2 separate regions of the Bos taurus genome follow, and region 2 is linked to region 1. The links are chromatin contacts, called in public Hi-C maps. All regions are on one chromosome and are shown on one strand. Each heading gives the region's core, a stretch centred on a gene start, on an enhancer-like site or on the middle of the called end of the contact. The rest is flanking DNA. Distances are from core to core; before and after follow the strand shown.

Evidence for each region. A called contact is a pair of places that touch in the nucleus more often than the background predicts.
Region 2: a Hi-C map of skin fibroblasts shows a contact between it and region 1, with 5 times the contacts expected there. The contact joins the promoter of SRSF1 here to the promoter of MRPS23 in region 1. A contact is called at or near these places in 7 of 11 Hi-C or Micro-C datasets (blastocyst, blood, liver and 3 more).

What each region holds. Positions count from the first base shown.
Region 1 is chr19:8,657,868-8,662,587 of ARS-UCD2.0, reverse strand. It overlaps MRPS23 (mitochondrial ribosomal protein S23), which reads left to right and starts at 2,430. Exons shown (of 5, transcript NM_001046192.2): 1 at 2,430-2,499; 2 at 3,322-3,492. The coding sequence starts at 2,456.
Region 2 is chr19:8,807,285-8,811,714 of ARS-UCD2.0, reverse strand. SRSF1 (serine and arginine rich splicing factor 1) reads left to right here and starts at 1,907. Exons shown (of 4, transcript NM_001076394.1): 1 at 1,907-2,191; 2 at 2,605-2,789; 3 at 3,151-3,323; 4 at 3,526-4,430. The coding sequence starts at 1,998. The coding sequence ends at 3,720.

The DNA of each region.
Region 1 (4,720 bases), core at 1,181-3,680:
TACGTGATTCAAAACATTTCCTTGGATTTGTCGTTGTTCAGTTGACTAAGTCATGTCTGACTCTTTGCGACCCCGTGGACTGCAGCGCGCCAGTCCTCCCTGTCCCTATCTCCCGGAGTTTGCCCAAGTTCATGCTTACTGAATAGGTGATGCTATCCAACCATCTCATCCTCTGCTGCCCTCTTCCAAGAGATTTTCCCTTAGATTCAGAAGTTCAGAAATGAACACAGGGGCTTCGCTTGGCGGCTCAGTGGTGAAGAATCCACTGCCAATGCAGGGGAAACGGGTTTGATCCCTGGCCTGGGAAGATCCCACACGCGTGGGAGGAACTAAGCCCGTGTGCCACGACTGCTGAGCCTGTGCTCTGGAGCCCAGGAGCTGCAACGACTGAAGCCTGAACGCCCTAGAGCCTGTGTTCCACAGCAAGAGATGCCGCAGAACGAGAAGCCCACTGAGTAGCCCCTACTCAGCTGCAACCAGAGAAAAGCCCACACACCAATGAAGACCCAGCACAGCCGCCCCCCACCTCCCCAGAAGACCTCTGTCTTAAAAAAAAAAAAAAAACACCCATGAATATAGACTCTTCACAGGTCAAACTCTGAAGGATACATAAAGAAAAAAAATCTCCCTTCCCCTCCTGCAATCTCACTGGAGATGATCAACTTTCACAGCCCATGGGTGCCTTTCCACATAGTTTCTATCTGCATACAAACACAAACACTGGAAAACATTCTCCTTTTAACAGGTTAAAGACGCTTCTCTGCAAGTTCCTTTTCACTTTACAGTAGGTCATGGGCATCATCTACAGCAATACATGTGGATCTAGCTCGTTGGTTTTAATAGCTGCATAAGACTCCATAGATTACATGAAGCATAGTTTTCCAGCCATTTCCCATTCGATGGATGGGAGGGTGCATTACAAACAATGCTGCAGCGACTGCTGCTGCTAAGTCGCTTCAGTCGTGTCCGACTCTGTGCGACCCTGTAGACCGCAGCCCACCAGGCTCCTCCGTCCCTGGGATTCTCCAAGCAAGAACACTGGAGTGGGTTGCCATTTCCTTCTCCAATGCATGGAAGTGAAAACTGAAAGTGAAGTCGCTCGGTCATGTCCGACTCTTTGCGACCCCATGGACTGCAGCCTACCAGGCTCCTCCGTCCATGGGATTTTCCAGGCAAGAGTACTGGAGTGGGCTGCCATTGCCTTCTCCGGCTGCAGCGACAGTCCTTGCACAAATATCCTTGTGAAATTGTGCTTTAATTTCTACAGGATCCTTTACGCAAAGTATGATTATTGGGCTAAAAGGTTATCCTGAGAGTGTATTTCCCCCAGATTTTTGAGCTTCCTACTCGGAATTTGTTTGTTCCGGACACTTTCACTTTTCAAGCTCCAAGGAGCAGCTAGCTAGCGACGCCTCCCGGGGAGAAAACACCAGCTGTCTGCAGCGAGCGGATGCAGGTGGCGCTTCAGGGCCAAAGGGTTTAGTGGGGAGCGCTTAAGGGCAGGAGACGCAGGAAGGAGGATTGGGCTCCAGAGTGACCCTGGTCAGGTGACGTCCCTCCTCGGGGCTCGGTTTCCCTCTGCGTAGACTGTGATATCGTGGTCCCGGCGCGGGTTGGAAAAGAATTTCCAGACATGAGACAGAATGAAAAAAGAATAAAGCTTATTAGAGTGGGAGATGCTGTTAGAACAGGGGGCCAATTCAAGGGGGAACCGACCTTGAATGGGGGGTCCTCAGTCCACTTTTATAGCCAGGGTACAAGGAGTGCGCTAGGGGTCTTGCGGGCCATTTGCTGATTGGATGAGGCTCCTATACTGGGTGGGGGAAAGAGTAGGGCAAATGCCTCCTCCCTACCGGGTAGGAGGAGAGACAGGTTATACTGCTCCATTAATAGTTACACCATGGGGGAGCGAAGGACGATTAGGGTCTGGTTTTTCCGTTCCTGCGTTCCAAGACCCTCCTTAGTTATCTGCTCTTCCGTCCTTGGGTCACCACATGTGACTCCAACCAAAATGAGACGCAGACTGAGCCTAGAGCTGGTGATCTCTGATCTCCGCCTTACGAATTCCTGGCCTTGTTGGCTCCCCCAGGACCTAGGCTGCGTTTCCCTACTCCCTCCCCATCATCTTCCCTGGCTCCTTCAAGAGCAGAGGTGGCCAGAAAGGGTAAAGCGACAAATAAGCCCTCTCCTGGATCGGTCATGTATTGCTTTTGCCCGGCTTTGGCTCTCTCCCGCCCTGGCGGCTCGGCTATCGAGTGCTCCCGTCTGAGCCTGGCGAGTAGCCGAGGGTGCGGCGATTCGGCCATCCTTTGCTTCCGCCTGGCCCCGCCCTCCCGTTCGAGCCGCAACCCGGGCACTGCGATCGGTGGCTCGACCCGCGACTTTCGCCCACTTTGCCTGCCGCGGGCGCTTCCGGTTCCGGTACAGGCACAGCGCGGGATCTAAGGCCCCAGGCATGGCGGGGAGCCGGCTGGAAACCGTGGGGAGCATTTTCACGCGGTGCGTGCTCGGAGCCGAGGGTGTGCCGAGGGCGCGAGCGCGTCTCCCCCTTTTACGCCCTTTTTTGGGTGGGTCTGATCCTGGCCAGGCTTTTCTCGTGCTTTGTCCTGCTTCTGAAAAATTGTGCTTGGCTGCGTCACCGCTTGAATTTCTTAGCTCGCACGTTCAAGATCGCACCTTTCCGCTCTCCAAGTGGAAAGTGAAGTGAAAGTCTCAGTCGTGTCCGACTCTGCGACCCCTTGGACTACACAGTCCATGGAATTCTCCAGGCCAGAATACTGGAGTGTGTTGCGTAGCCTTTTCCCCTTCTGCAGGGAATCTTCCCAACCCAGGTATCAAACCTGGGTCTCCCGCATTGCAGGCGGATTCTTTACCATCGGAACCACCAGGGAAGCCCAAGAATACTGGAATGAGTAGCCTGTCCCTTCTGCAGGGGATGTTCCCGACCCAGGAATCGAACCGGGGTCTCCTGCATTGCAGGCGGATTCTTTACCAGCCGGGCTCCAAGTGGAGGTCTCTGGGAAAAATAAGGGAGGATGGGGCCGTTGGGTCTGGTCAGAACAGTCTTTGCATTTTCCTTGATTGGACGTGGATGAGGCGAGGGGAGTGGAACGCACATGAGAAGGTGGATTAACCCTGAGCACTGTTTGGTTGGTTTGGAGTTTGGAAACATTTTACCATCTAGCAGGTAGGGGACCCCCTGCTCTGCCCTCCTTCCGGTTGTCTTCTGGACTCCGCGACCCTGCCAGTGTCTCAGACTGCATCAGGGGCTCAGACAGGCTGTTGTCACTTACTGACGTTTGTTCTTTACTCTTCCTTCAGGACGCGAGACCTGATTCGGGCTGGGGTGTTGAAGGAGAAACCCCTTTGGTTTGACGTATATAACGCCTTCCCTCCGCTGCGGGAGCCGGTCTTCCGAAGGCCTCGCTTGCGATATGGCAAAGCTAAATCTCCCACCCAGGACATCTTTTACCACGAGGATCAGATTAGAGCGTGAGTGTGGCGCCCATACGGTGGACCAGAGGCAGCAACTTCAGAAGGAAAGGTTTAGCCAGCAGTCTGGCCACTTCCATAGAAATTATCTCGCCAGATTAGGAAATCAGTGCCCCTCCCCAGGACAGAGAAGCAGAAGTTCGAATTAGAACCTGGTGCCCAGCAGCTGACCAGCCATTGCAGTTATAGCTACGTGTTTCTGGGCATCTGTTTGGTGTCTGGCACTGTGTTAAGCCCCTAACAAACGTTACTTCATTTAGGTTTTACTCTAATCCTGCAAGATAGGTATCCTCGTCTCCGTTTTAGTCATGAGAACTGTGAGGCTCAAGGAGGTCGACTTGACCGGGAATTCACAGGACAAATCTCCTTCCCTTAAATACTGATGTCAGTTTTTAACATCTGGAATGTTAGGATCAGAGACTGTGTCTAATTGAAATGAATACATATCCCTTATTCTTGCCCCTATTCCTGAATAAGAAAAAAAACTTAGAAAGTCATCATATTGTTTATTGAGGTCCAGGCGCCCACCTTTCACTTGAAAACCACGCTGCCCCCCTTGCCCAACACACCTCTGAGGTAGGAGAACAAGTATGTTCTGGCTGTATTTGGAAATTTTCAGAGGTCTTTAGGGCATTAAATATTCTTCCAGTACTTTTCTGCTCAGGTCCATTCCATTCACTTGGTCAGGATGCTTTCAGGGTTGTTTATATGTTAAAATCATTTGTGCTTCTGTGTACACAGCAGCGGAACTGGGTGGTGGTCATTGGAGAATGGAGTATTTTACTGCATCCTCTTGTTACTTGTAATGCCCAAATTATAACACTGTGAGCTTAAATAGTTTTTTGAACCTTTATCTTTTCTTTGGCTTTTTTGTTTGTTTTGATGTTTTTGATATTTTAAGGACTTATAACAACAAAATAAGTTTACTGAATGTGTGCTTGCTCAGTTGCGTCTAACTCTTTGTGGCCTCATGGACAGTAAGCCCACCAGGCTCCTCTGTCCATGGGATTCTCCAGGCAGGAATACTGAAGTGGGTTGCCATGTCTTCCTCCAGGGGATATTCCTGACCCAGGGATAGAACCTGAGTCTCCTGTGTCTCCTGCACTGGGAGGTGGATTCTTTACCACTGAGACATCTAGGAAGCCAAAATCTTAATGGAAAAAGCAAAATCATGAAAGTAATAGAAGAAAACATGGGATAATTGAAAAATAATCTCAATGATATTAAT
Region 2 (4,430 bases), core at 658-3,157, 150 kb before region 1:
ATAGAGAACAAACTTATGGACAAGGGTGAGGAGATGAGGGAGAGGGTGAAATAAATGGAGACAGTAGCATGGATGAATATATACTAACATATGTAAATTGAGAGCCAATGGGAATTTACTATAAGACCCAGGGAACTCAAACCAGGACTCTGTAATAACCTAGAGGGGTGGGACTGGGTAGAAGGGAGATTCAAGAGGGAGGAGACAAGTATACACCTATGGTTAATTCATGTTGATGTATGACAGAAATCAAACCAATATTATAAACCAATCATCAACCAACTAAAAATAGATAAGTATTTAAAAAATAAAAAGGCAATACATAAAATATGTCAATGAAGGATGATTTAAAGGACAGACAAAAAAGTACACACACACATACACAAAATTTTGTCAACTATCACAGAAATTTTTAAGGACTACCAAAGATCCTCCATGGATCTGCTGAAGAGCAAATTAAATTTGTATTTTGGAATTACTGAGAAACATTTACTAAAATATATTCAATCAACTTACAGAACTAAAAACATGACTTCTAAACAATCTTTTTTTTTTAATTTCAAAGGCACCTAGATTTCTCCACCTAGTTTTAATAATGTTTTATAGTATCTTTATAAACTGCCTTACATCCCTGAGGAGACGGACTGTTACAAATAAATACATCAACTGAAGAAAATCATCCTTACACTTAGGATGCAGATCTGTTTTAGCATATTTATTGACTGCAGATTTGTTGTTTTAACTTGAATTCATCACTAATAATTTAAGGTCCCAGCATTTCACATAAAAAATCCAGATTTCAGATAGATGTCTCTATAGGAAAAAATGTAGGAAGTCCTAATCTCCCTAGACCAGTACACTAGCAGATCAGTCCAGAGCAGCAACTGTGGTCTTCAGCGGCCACAGTAGTTCTCACAAGTTCATTGGGCTCATTCATATTACTTGAGAGGCCTGCTAATGAGTTCAAAAAAGGAAGGAACTTCAAGATTCTGCATACACACAGGCAGGCGCGCGTGTTTTTTCTCGTTCTTTGAAAAGGGATGGAGAAGTAACAGGCACAATTCATTCTGCAACCTTCAATGCACCTTTCCGATGCGTTGGGCCTAGTAATAGGCGGTGAAAAAAAGAAACAGAGATCTGGGTCCCAGGTGGTACCACCACCGATTGGTCAGAGCAGGAATCGCCGCCACTAACACAAGCAATGTTGAATGTAGTTATTAAATATATACAAAGCTCTGTGCTGAACCGAAGGTAGGACGGTACTTGATGTAGAATCTGAGGAATCTAAGCTCGGTTCCCCTATATTACACAGTCCTCTAGGCAGCGCACAGGTTCACAGGAGACGGGGCGGAAACACAAAATGATGGCTTGCCTCCGCACAGAATCACAGACAACGCCGAGTCCCGAACTGGGCGCAGTCTCCTAAGACGCCCCCGTTTCCGGAGCAACCGCCCGGTCCCTCCCCCTTTGACTCCGCCCCCGGGGGCGTCTTTCCCGCCCAAGGCCGTTAACACCGCAGAGCATGGTGGGATAAAGCTATAGGCTAGGTTTCATAAAATCCTTCCAAAGCGCCTTTGCTTTAAGAGACTTATTCCTGGGAAAATTGATTATTCTTTAGGACTCGACAAGATTAATAACCCTCTTTTACAAGTGCTCTGCCCTAAATCTTTACCACATGGCTGGTCAGTCCCTTTGCAAAGCTCTCGGCACAACGGGAACGCGGGAACTTTTTTCCCTTCGCGCGGAGGGTGACGTCGCGCGTGTGCCAGCGTCCCTTTCGCAGCACACCCGTTACGCTCTTGCGCGTGCGCAGTGAGATCGAATAGCTGCTTCCTCCCGCTTCTCTTCCTCCCTCCCCCCCATATCCGTGCGCCGAGCTGATAAAGGCGCCATTTTGGAGGGGCCGCGGGAGACGTGGTGTCGCGGCGGGCTCGCTCTGCCGTTCGCTAGGCTTGGTGGGAAGGCCTGTTCTCGAGTCCGCGCTTTTCGTCGCCGCCATGTCGGGAGGTGGTGTGATTCGTGGCCCGGCAGGGAACAACGACTGCCGCATCTACGTAGGGAACTTACCTCCAGACATCCGAACCAAGGACATTGAGGACGTGTTCTACAAATACGGTGCTATCCGCGACATCGACCTGAAGAATCGCCGCGGAGGACCGCCCTTCGCCTTCGTTGAGTTCGAGGACCCGCGGTGAGGCGGCCAGGGACTTGCGGCCTTGAGGATATAGGTTGGAGTAGTTGGGGAATGCTCCAAGGCCTTAGAGAGAATGGGGACGTGGGCTCTGAGGTTGGGAGCAAGACGAATCGCCCGTGCACGAGTGAAGCGAGGAGCCGAGGCGGTGAGGTTTCTCTGGTGACTGGGTCCCCCGGGCGTCTCCAGAGCCGGCTCGCGGGCTCGGAGCGGGAAACTGAGGCGCTGAGGGCTGCTGTAGTGGTCGGGAGCCTGGTGTACTTCTGGGTGGGGGAGGGGCCGTTGCTATTATGCAGCGCATGTGGGCTCTTCCACCCCCGGTGCGCATGTGCGGGGCTCTGTGAGCTCCCCGACGGAGTTAGCCACCCCTCCCGGTCCTTTTTCTTACCCTTCGGCTTTCTGTAATCACGCAGGGATGCGGAAGACGCGGTGTACGGTCGCGACGGCTATGATTACGATGGATATCGTCTGCGGGTGGAGTTTCCTCGAAGCGGCCGTGGTACAGGCCGAGGCGGCGGCGGGGGTGGAGGTGGCGGGGCTCCCCGGGGCCGCTATGGCCCCCCATCCAGGCGTTCTGAAAACAGAGTGGTTGTCTCTGGTGAGTTGACCGTTCGTGCGGGTTGATGTCACTTTTGGACAGATACCACACTTTAAACTTTACTTGCATGACCAGTTTGACAAATGCTAGTTTTCATGCTAGGTCTTAAATTATTTTAGTCGCATGGATGAATTCAGTAACCAGGAATTACTGTATTTGAGATTTGGCGAATTAGATTGCAATGCCTAGAATATGAAGAAAGTTACTTTCCAAATAATTTGCGGCTTTTAATTCTAGAATTTTGAATCTTTAACCTAGGATGTTAAAACTAATCATTAATTTTAAAGTAGTCTTGGTTCTAATGTAAATTTTAACTTTAATGTGAAATACTAGAATAATTGTTGAAAAAAATCTTTTTCAGGACTGCCTCCAAGTGGAAGCTGGCAGGATTTAAAGGATCACATGCGTGAAGCAGGTGATGTATGTTATGCTGATGTTTACCGAGATGGCACTGGTGTCGTGGAGTTTGTACGGAAAGAAGATATGACCTATGCAGTTCGAAAACTGGATAACACTAAGTTTAGATCTCATGAGGTAGGTTATACACTTATTCTTTTTATTGGCCAGAATTGGATACAGTGGTCTTAACTGTGGAATTTGAAGGTAAGATTCGGGCAAGGGTGTCCAAGTAAACCCAGTAAAGTGCCTCTGGTTTAAATACGTTGTATTCATTCAGCATGCCTGAAGACAGGTGAAAGCTTAGATCTTTCAATCGAAAGTTCTGTCTATTCAATAGGGAGAAACTGCCTACATCCGGGTTAAAGTTGATGGGCCCAGAAGTCCAAGTTATGGAAGATCTCGATCTCGAAGCCGTAGTCGTAGCAGAAGCCGTAGCAGAAGCAACAGCAGGAGTCGAAGTTATTCCCCAAGGAGAAGCAGAGGATCACCACGCTATTCTCCCCGTCATAGCAGATCTCGCTCTCGTACATAAGATGATTGGTGACACTTTTTTGTAGAACCCATGTTGTATACAGTTTTCCTTTATTCAGTACAATCTTTTCATTTTTTAATTCCAACTGTTTTGTTCAGAATGGGCTAAAGTGTTGAATTGCATTCTTGTGTAATACCCCTTGCTCCTAACATCTACATTCCCCTCATGTCGATAAATTGTATTTTAAGTGATGTCATAGCCAGGATTGTTTAAATTTAGTTAACTCTCCATGCTCTTCAGACTGTGATATTGTGTAAATGTCTATTCTGCTCTGGTTTGTGTGAACTGGGATGTTGGGGGTGTTTGTGGTTATCTTACCTGGGGAAGTTCTTATGTTTATCTTGCTTTTCATGTGTCTTTCTGTAGACATATCTGAAGAGATGGATTAAGAATGCTTTGGATTAAGGATTGTGGAGCACATTTCAATCATTTTAGGATTGTCAAAAGGAGGATTGAGGAGGATCAGATCAATAATGGAGGCAATGGTATGACTCCAAGTGCTATTGTCACAGATGAAATTGGCAGTATTGACCTTATACTAAAAGGCAAGGGTTTAAATTGATTATGTATACATCTACCATAAAACACTTGTAAGCATCTTATGCAGTTACCTTTAGCTACAATTGCTTTGCTCTTTAAACCTTGGCAATTGTGGCAAAATTACATTGCCCATTTTGTAACTATTTTGCTCCCTTCCCTTTTTTGTTTTA